3 separate regions of the Mus musculus genome follow, and regions 1 and 3 are each linked to region 2. The links are chromatin contacts, called in public promoter capture Hi-C maps. All regions are on one chromosome and are shown on one strand. Each heading gives the region's core, a stretch centred on a gene start, on an enhancer-like site or on the middle of the called end of the contact. The rest is flanking DNA. Distances are from core to core; before and after follow the strand shown. Region 1 holds the start of Ilrun (inflammation and lipid regulator with UBA-like and NBR1-like domains). Region 2 holds the start of Ergic1 (endoplasmic reticulum-golgi intermediate compartment (ERGIC) 1). Region 3 holds the start of Zfp523 (zinc finger protein 523).

Evidence for each region. Promoter capture Hi-C pulls out the DNA fragments that hold promoters and counts their contacts.
Region 1: a promoter capture Hi-C map of pre-B cells shows a contact between it and region 2, with 4 times the contacts expected there. The contact joins the promoter of Ilrun here to the promoter of Ergic1 in region 2. A contact is called at or near these places in 2 of 39 promoter capture datasets (liver and pre-B cells).
Region 3: a contact with region 2 is called in a promoter capture Hi-C map of liver, with 2.0 times the contacts expected there. The contact joins the promoter of Zfp523 here to the promoter of Ergic1 in region 2. A contact is called at or near these places in 2 of 39 promoter capture datasets (liver and pre-B cells).

The regions. Positions count from the first base shown.
Region 1 is chr17:27,819,123-27,821,822 of GRCm38.p6, forward strand. Ilrun (inflammation and lipid regulator with UBA-like and NBR1-like domains) reads right to left here and starts at 1,420. Exons shown (of 5, transcript NM_001033279.3): 1 at 1,055-1,420. The coding sequence starts at 1,212.
Region 2 is chr17:26,560,161-26,562,860 of GRCm38.p6, forward strand. It overlaps Ergic1 (endoplasmic reticulum-golgi intermediate compartment (ERGIC) 1), which reads left to right and starts at 1,352. Exons shown (of 10, transcript NM_026170.3): 1 at 1,352-1,472. The coding sequence starts at 1,453. 1700049J03Rik (a long non-coding RNA gene) reads right to left here. Exons shown (of 4, transcript XR_001782188.2): 1 at 1,930-2,700.
Region 3 is chr17:28,175,898-28,178,597 of GRCm38.p6, forward strand. Zfp523 (zinc finger protein 523) reads left to right here and starts at 1,299. Exons shown (of 14, transcript NM_001357995.1): 1 at 1,299-1,628.

The DNA of each region.
Region 1 (2,700 bases), core at 170-2,669, 1.3 Mb after region 2:
TCGAGGCACTGGGTGGACATGGAAATAATGGGAGTTTGTTCAAGGGATGCCAAGAGAAACAAGATTCCACACGTCAGGGCACTGAACGCTCAACACGGGGCAAAGGGCATGCACCCCCTTGCTTTTTGCTCAAATCCCGATTAGTTGCTTCACCTGAGAGCCTTTCAAAGGCCGTCTAATGGTCTCCAGTCTAATGGTTAAATTCCCGAGTGAACTTAACAATCCCTACTTGGAGACCAAGAGAAAGTATTCTTGCTTATCAAAAACAGCAAGTGCTGCTCTAAGAACCAAGACACACGTCGGTGCCTGGAGACAGCTCCACTTCAGCCTGTACAACCCAACTACAAGCCAGAACCCCTGGCCCCCAACCTATACATTTCTCAGTTTTCTGTCAACTAAGCCCATCCAATCAGTAAGCTCGTCAAAGTTCCCAAGGCCAAGCCTCTGCCCAGCACGCCAGTGTCTTCACAAAGTTCCTGCCTCCAAGATCAGCTTCCCTCCACTTTCTGAAGACTTTTCCCAGTCCTCGTCGCAGGCCTGGCGCTCCGGCGCCTCCATTAGATGTCACTTCTCCCTGGCACAACTCTTCCTTTCTCACCATACTCAGTTGATTATAATTTGTGTTCCCTCCGCCGCAAAAGTCGTTTTCGCCCTTATCTCCTCAAAGAGACACAAGATCTATTCTCAGCTCCGAGACCTCTCCCGCGCCCAGAGTTCGACCTCAGCACCTAACACACTCCCTCGAGTTTCCACACCGTTCTGTCATCCTCAGCTCCTACACTTCGCACCTATTTAAAAGGAAAACACTTCGCAACTCTCGTTTCCTGTGCTTTCTACTCCCAGAACACACGCTTTTCGCCCCAGATCGACTCCCCTGGCTTCCACCTCACCACTTCTCCCCTCTTCCCATGTTCTTCGGGCTCTGACTCCCTGCCACCTCCCGGCCTGGGCCCTGCCCTGCCCGGGAGTACTCCACGAGCGGGCTCCGGTGTTTTTGCCCTCGGGGCCGCGAGGCCGCTGCCAGCAGGATTGGCTCCGCGTGGGGCGGACTCACCAGTTGGTCATGTCCAGGAAGAAGGCGCAGCCGGCCGGGTTGAGCTGGAAGCCGAGTAGCCGCTGGAACTCGGAGATGAGCACGTCCTTGTCTGTGGTGCCCAGGCAGCTGAACTTCTGCATGAGCTCCGGATCCAAGTCCACGTCCATGCCCTCCATGGCGGGGGGCCCGGACGCACAGCTTCCACCGCCCCGACCTGCTTCTCCACGGGCGGCCGCCGCGCCCGGGCCCGAGCCCACGAAGGGCGGCCCGCTGCTGGCCGGCGCCGCGCGCACTGCTCCGAGACAGGCCCCAGGCCTCTCACCGCCTCATGGGCTGCGCGCGCCGCGCCGAGCCGCGCCGCACCGCACCGCTCGCTCCTCTCTCGCTGGCTCTGGGGCTCGCGCTCCCCCCCCTCCCACCCCCCCCAGCGCCCGCCTCCGCCGCCGCCGCTGCTGCCGCCGCGGTTCGCAGCACCGCCGCCTCCGCCTCCTCCCGGGCCGCGCCCAACGCGCACGCGCGGGGCCGCTCGGACCCCGCCCCTTCCTCTCCCGAAAGCCCGCCTTCAGTGACGTCATAACTCGGTGACGTCTCTCGCGTGACCTCACCGCGACAGAGCGGAGGGGGCAGGAAACGGGAAGCCGGAAAGAGCGGATACTGGGCGGGTCTCTGTCCTCGCCTGAGTCCCCACACTGCGTGGGAGGAGTCACGAGTCTGAGAGGTGCTTCGGAGACGAGCGACCCCACCCATGCTCAGGCTGGGAACCCGAAGTCGCCACAGGAACAGAGGCTGGGACTGGGGCAAAGGGCAAAGGGCAGCACAGAGCGGACTCTTGCTGCTCCGCTCTCAGGGGACTTAGTATTCAAACAGACATTTTCCCAAGGTCGCGGCGGTGCACGCTTAGTCTCTGGATTCTGACCTGAGTTTCTCATGACTGCCTATGTTACTATGCAACCTTAGCATTACGTTTCCAGAAAATAAAGGCAGCCTAATGCAAGCACCAGTTACAGGTCAGAGGAACCGATCCTCTGCAAAGAAAGGTCAATACCCTAGAATTTAGCAAATCTTGTTCTGTCTCTAAAATCCACGACCAAAAAAATGACTGTAGACAGTATCCAGTGTATCTACTAATGTGAGGCTCCATTTGAAGCTGAAGGATTAAGAAGCTCAGCTGTGGAGAGACTCATCTGCCCGTTCTGTCACCAAGTATTTTCTCAGTGTCACCTGTTAGATATGACTAGGTACAGGGATGGGGGTGGGTAAGAAACTGGGCAACTGGGGACTTGGCTTAAGCTGTTTCCCCGAAGGTATGAAGACCTGGGTTCCTGAGAGCAGAGATACTTCGCTCTTGCATATAAGGCCTGGCTGACAGCCAAGGGTGGCGGCACTGGGGAGGCAGGCAAATTTCTGTGTGTTTGATGCCAGCCAGAGATACTCTAGACCCTGCCTTTAAAAAATAAACCACCCCAGCACTCAAGAGGCAGAGGCGGGCTTTCTTCCTGGAGTTGCCTTTGATCTCATCCTCCTACCCCTACTTGCTGGGATAACTACTGTCACAACTACTTCTGAAAAGAGACTCAACTGAAGTCAGTGGGCCTGGGAGGAGGCTCAAAATCGCCTGGTGATTGTTATCATATCCAAATTTCAGAGCAGAACCTTGAGCAAAT
Region 2 (2,700 bases), core at 102-2,601:
ACGCCCTTCAGGGAGTGAAGTCTGGGTAAGTAGGTACTCAAGGTAAGAACCATGAAGCAGGGCCGGGCGTGGTGGCGCACGCCTTTAATCCCAGCAGAGGGAGGTGGATTTCTGAGTTCGAGGCCAGCCTGGTCTACAAAGTGAGTTCCAGGACAACCAGAGCTATACAGAGAAACCCTGTCTCAAAAAAACCAAACAAAAAAAAAAAAAAAAAAAAAAAAAAAAAAAAAAAAAAAAAAAAAAGAACCATGAAGCAGAAACTGAAGCAGAGACCTGTGGAGGATGGAAGGCTGCTAATGGGCTCCACTGCTCATATGCAGTAGCTTTCTGATCCCAGGATCCCATCCTAGGAATGTTGCTACCCATAGAGGGCTGGGCCTTCCTACATCATTACTTAGGAACTAAGAAAACTTTACACACATACAAGCCCTTAGGCTAATGTAGTGGAGCCATTTCTTCAATCTCTTCCAGGTATGTCAGATTGACAACTAAGACCAGCCAATCACAAAAAGTTTAGAGTTCAGCTGCCTCCTCCTCTAGCCCAGCAAGTTGAGGGAGGTTTTCCTCTGTACTTCTGTGTTTCTGAGAATGGAGGCTCCTAGGGGCAATCAGCGGTATGTTACCATTTCTAACCGTGCAAACTCAGAGCCTCTGGATAACCCTGCAAGTTCCTGACTTCAGGTTGGTAGATGCTCAACGAGTACTGGTTGGCATCAATCCCGAAGAAAGATGATAGAAGTGGCTAGCTAAGCCCAACTCTAACAGGTGGAGAAGCTGTCACTAGATGCCAGGCTGTTCACTAAAGCAGGGCCCCAACTACCTCCTTTGATACCTATGAAAAGTTGAAAAGTGGGATTAACAGTTATACAGATAGAGAAAGGGGTGGTGGTGGATCTCGGGAGCCAGATGGCTTTTCCTAAGAAGCAAGGGATGGGTGGGAGGTGGGTGGACTTTCTCAATCTAGGACTGCGTTGCCCATCCCCCAGTTTTAACCTTCACCCAGAACTAGCACCAAGCATGGACCCGCAATTTGTAGCATTTTTCTCTGATCTTCACAACGCAATGGCTTTGTTTTACAAGCACAAAACCCACTGCCTGAGGCAGAGCGATTTGTCCTGAGGCCCCACTTACGCTAGGAAAAAAGATCAGAGGCCAAAAAGAACCAAAGCGGGAGTCTTGGAGACCTGGGCTTGGGTAGCATCCCACTCTCGGGCCTTCCCATTCAGCGGGCCCTCGGGCCCCTTTAATGGGGCGGCGGAAGGGGCGGCCGGTGGATGTGGCGGCGCCCAATGGGCTGCGTGGAGCGTCACTTCCCGGCGGCGGGAGGCGAGTGGCGAGTGTCGGGCAGGCTGGCGGGGGCGGGGCGGCCGAGGAGGCGTTGGCAGCGGGCTCGGACCCACGCGGCGCTGCGGCCCGCCTGGCCTGCAACGCTCCCACCGGCTCGGCGGCACGATGCCCTTTGACTTCAGGAGGTGAGTGAGGCCCCGGGCCCGAGGCCCTCTGCAGCCGGCGACGACCACCCCCCACCCCCCGTTACGTGCAAATGCGACCCTGGTGCACTGTGCACGCCTCGGCAGGCCCTAGGGGACCGCGGCCTTCCTCGGGGTTCGAGCCCTACCCCCACCCCTCGTGCAGCCCTGGCAAGCCCTCGCACTCTGTTTTCCACGGCGCGGTGTCCCCAGCTTGCCCCTGACATCTTTCATTCCCCTCCCCCAACCTGGGAACCAAATCTCCTCCCAAATCCCAAATAAAAGGAGCTCAGGCATCCTCAGGCTTTCTCCCCAGTCTTCCCTAGTGGACCCTGTCCTGGCTGACAGGTGGGGCCGCGCGCCTGGCTTTGCCCGGTGGGATCTGAGGGCTGCAGCCCCATTCAATCTGGCAGCAGTTGGAGAAGCTTAGTTCTTCAGAGCCTGAGAATCCTCTACCTACCAGATGTGGAGGCCTGTTCCCGCAAGCCATGGGGACAGTGCGGGAAGAGGAGGATGCTGGGATCTCGAGGTTCTGCAGAAGGTTCTTTGCCTCCTGGAACACCATTGTATAGGGCCAGGCCTTCTGGAAGCCTGCATGGGAAGGGCCTCCCCACCAGACATTCCCTTGACATAAGACGCTCTGAGATGCTCTGGGCTGTTGGGATACTTTGGAGCAAAAGGATTAGAAGCCTGGCTGTACCTCTCTACCCAGCTGCTTAGTAGATTCTCAATGTTAGAAGCAAAGGCTTAGGGTGCAGCCCCTCACCGCTCAGCTGGCTAACCCCAGCAGGTGTCTGGGCATGCTCAAAATATTGGTTTCACCTCTTGCAAATTGGTACTAAAAATAAGGTCACCACCTGAAAGACAGGGATTGTAAGGCACCCCTGACCCAGTCTCCATCACATGGAACTCAGAAGTAGGGCATCTGTGACTGAGGAGATCTGTGAGCGCTCCCCACAGCCAGAGAACGGGTATTCCTCCATTGGTCACAGTTTCCCCTCATCCTCCCCCTCTTACTGATGTGTATAGAGGCAGAACAGAGTGACAACCAATCTAAAAACGGCCCAAGATTCGGATCATGTGGTGGCATATGGGCAACCTGGGGTCAGGGCCCAGAGAGGACATTGGTTTCAGACCTCTTAACCAGCCAAAGTGGTTTTTAGCTCACTCTGGGCACTGGTACTATCTGGCAAACCAGCTTCCTGCTTGCTTGAGGTAGCCCCGGGGTCCA
Region 3 (2,700 bases), core at 49-2,548, 1.6 Mb after region 2:
GTTGTACACCACCGTGTCTGGCTTTCTTGCTGTATTTCTAACCAATAATCCGTGCTATAAAACCCTGGAAAGATCCCATGTGTGTCGTGCTAGGATGGCAGAGCTGGCTCTAACTGGGTATATACTAGGGCACCAGGTGGAAATTCCAGTACCACACTGGGACCTCGGGGTTAACATGCCCGTGCCAAGGCTCCTCCCCCTTCATCTTCTTATTTTTAATTGGAAGCTTATTTTCTCTCAATTTCTGAAAATATCCTGAACCACAATTCCTCCCTGCTTGGAAGAGAGATAATAAAAAGAACTTTTAAAGTTAGGTGTCAGGTGTAAAGATGAGGCAGGAGGATCACAAGTTCAAGGCCACCTTGGGATCCACAGTTTGAGTCCAAAAAAAGGACAAAACTATGGAAAAACAGAGAAGAAAGGGGGCACTTGGTTTTGTTCCTCACACTGCTACCCTATCAAGGGGACCTGTTGGTTTTGGGGAGCTGATGGAGGAATGAATGAACGCCCAAGAACCTGAGAAGACTCTCGGGGCGTTGTCCCTCAGGGGTCGACCATCAGAGTGTCATTTCTCAGGGAAGGCAGTAGAAGGAAGCAAGTGTTGTCAGGGAACCTTCCTTCAGAGAGAATCATCCCTCAGGAAGATGAGTCGAGCAGAGGGGAACGTCAGGGCCCTTCCTCAGGGGACAGGATGGGTGCACCATCCCTCATAAACACTCACGTTCCCCAGGGCATATGGGAAAAGCCAGTACTGCAGGGAGAATTGTCCCGCAGGAAGGACTGTCAGGGCTCCATCCTTCATAATGCTGTCCCCCCACCCCCACCCCTCGGGCATCTTCCCACAAAGTGCAGGAAGGATTGTCCCTCGGGGTGCAGTCCATGCAGAAGGACCATCTCTCACGGAGACTGTCCACAGGGAGGACCGTCCCTAAGTCCCTCAGGGTGCTGAGCCCCAGTTCACCTTCTGACAGAGCGGGAGAGAAGCGTCCCTTAGGGTGAAGTCCCAGGGGGAGGACCATCCAGCAGAGATGACTGTCGGGACGCCATCCCTTGGGGCGCCGTTGCACAGGGCGCTGGGAGGACTGTCCCTCGGAGTCCCATCCCCTCCAGGCGTCTGGTCACCGTCCTCTGCAGGAACCACCTAGAGATACCTGCAATGGCTTCCTCCCGAGCAGCCCACCGCCGCTCGATTTTTTCCCCCGTTGCTATGGCGACCGCGGCTTCCACCCGGCGTCGTGACGTCATCACGCCCTCCCCGGGCGCCCGGGCTGGCGAGGCCGCGTCACCCGGCGGCCAGCGGAGAGAAGAGCGAGGCGGAGCTCCGAGGCTCGCCTGAGGAGACTCGGCGGCCTGGGCTCCGGGGCCCGGGAACCGGGATAAGCAGGCCGGCCGCCGCGGCGGAGGGGGGCGGGCTGGAGCGTGGCCCCGCGCTGGTCATCCGGGTTCCGGGGCCCGGCGGAGGCCGCGCCGGGAGCGAGAGGGAAGTGCGGCCGCCCTGGAACCTGGATATCGCGCGAGGCAAGCCGCGCGCGGGCGGGCTATGGCGCAGGCGGGTTGCGGGGCCGGCGCTGGTGGCAGGGCCCGGTGCATGGTGGTCTGTCGGCGGAGTCGCCCTCGGGGGCTGTCAGGTTGGTGGCCGCGGGAAGAGTGGGTCCACCGTGCCCCGAGGCGGGAGGCTGGGCGAACGCGGGGCCCCGGGAAGGTCCGGAGCCCGTCGTGCCCACCCTCCTCGGTCCCTGGCCTGGCGGCTGGGCCTCCCTGGACGGCGGCCTGGCCCCACCCCCACCCAGGGTCCCTGCCCCTCCATCCCGCCCTGAGACTCCTCCCCCAGGACTCCCAAACCCCGCCCTCCTCCTCCTCCTTGACCCCATACACACACTCCTGACCCCCAGACCTCACAAGGCGACCCCCAATTCATTGAGTGCTAACCCCAGCCCTGCTTCTGGACCCTCCAGTCTCAGTGCTGATACAATCATTACATGGCTTCCAAGAGGCCCGTAGTCCCTAGTGACCCCCTAGACTACCCTCTGTGGGCACCCCTTAGTCCTCTCCTGGCTTCTGCAAACCAGACTCGGGCTGTTTCCCACCCACTCATCCACATAACTCGTGATCTTCGCCCCGTAACACCATGATCATCTCACCCTCCTGACATCCCTCTTTAACCCCCCCCCCCGCCCCCAGCCTCCAGTGTCAATCAGCACATACATAACTTATGCCCACTGCCATGCCACCGTTGTGGTGATCAAGAGTAAATGGAAATGAAGTATCATTTGAGGCAGGAAAGGATTCTAGATTGAGTGTGTGGTTCAAGTTCAAATTCTATCATGTTGAGCTTTGGAAACCTTGGTGGAGGTCCTTTCCTTACGGTGGACTTGAGTTTCTGATCAGAACTGTGATGAGATTGAGTTTGGTGATTCCCCAATGTTTCTTTCTATTAAAATTCTGCAATTCTTAGTCAAGACAAAAATAGCGAACTTTTTTCTACGCTGCCTCAGAAATGTAGTCCTTGTAACCTCACCCTCCCACCCCCACTCCCAACCTGGGTCTACTGGCTTTACCGAACAGTATTTCTTCATTCCTGTGATTGTCTACACTCTGCCCCCTCAATTGGACTCTATCAGTTTGTAAAGCCGTGCAGCACAGAGCTTCCCACTGAGTTGACATCATGAGCTTGGCCCTTCAGCTGGGGAACTTTTGGCA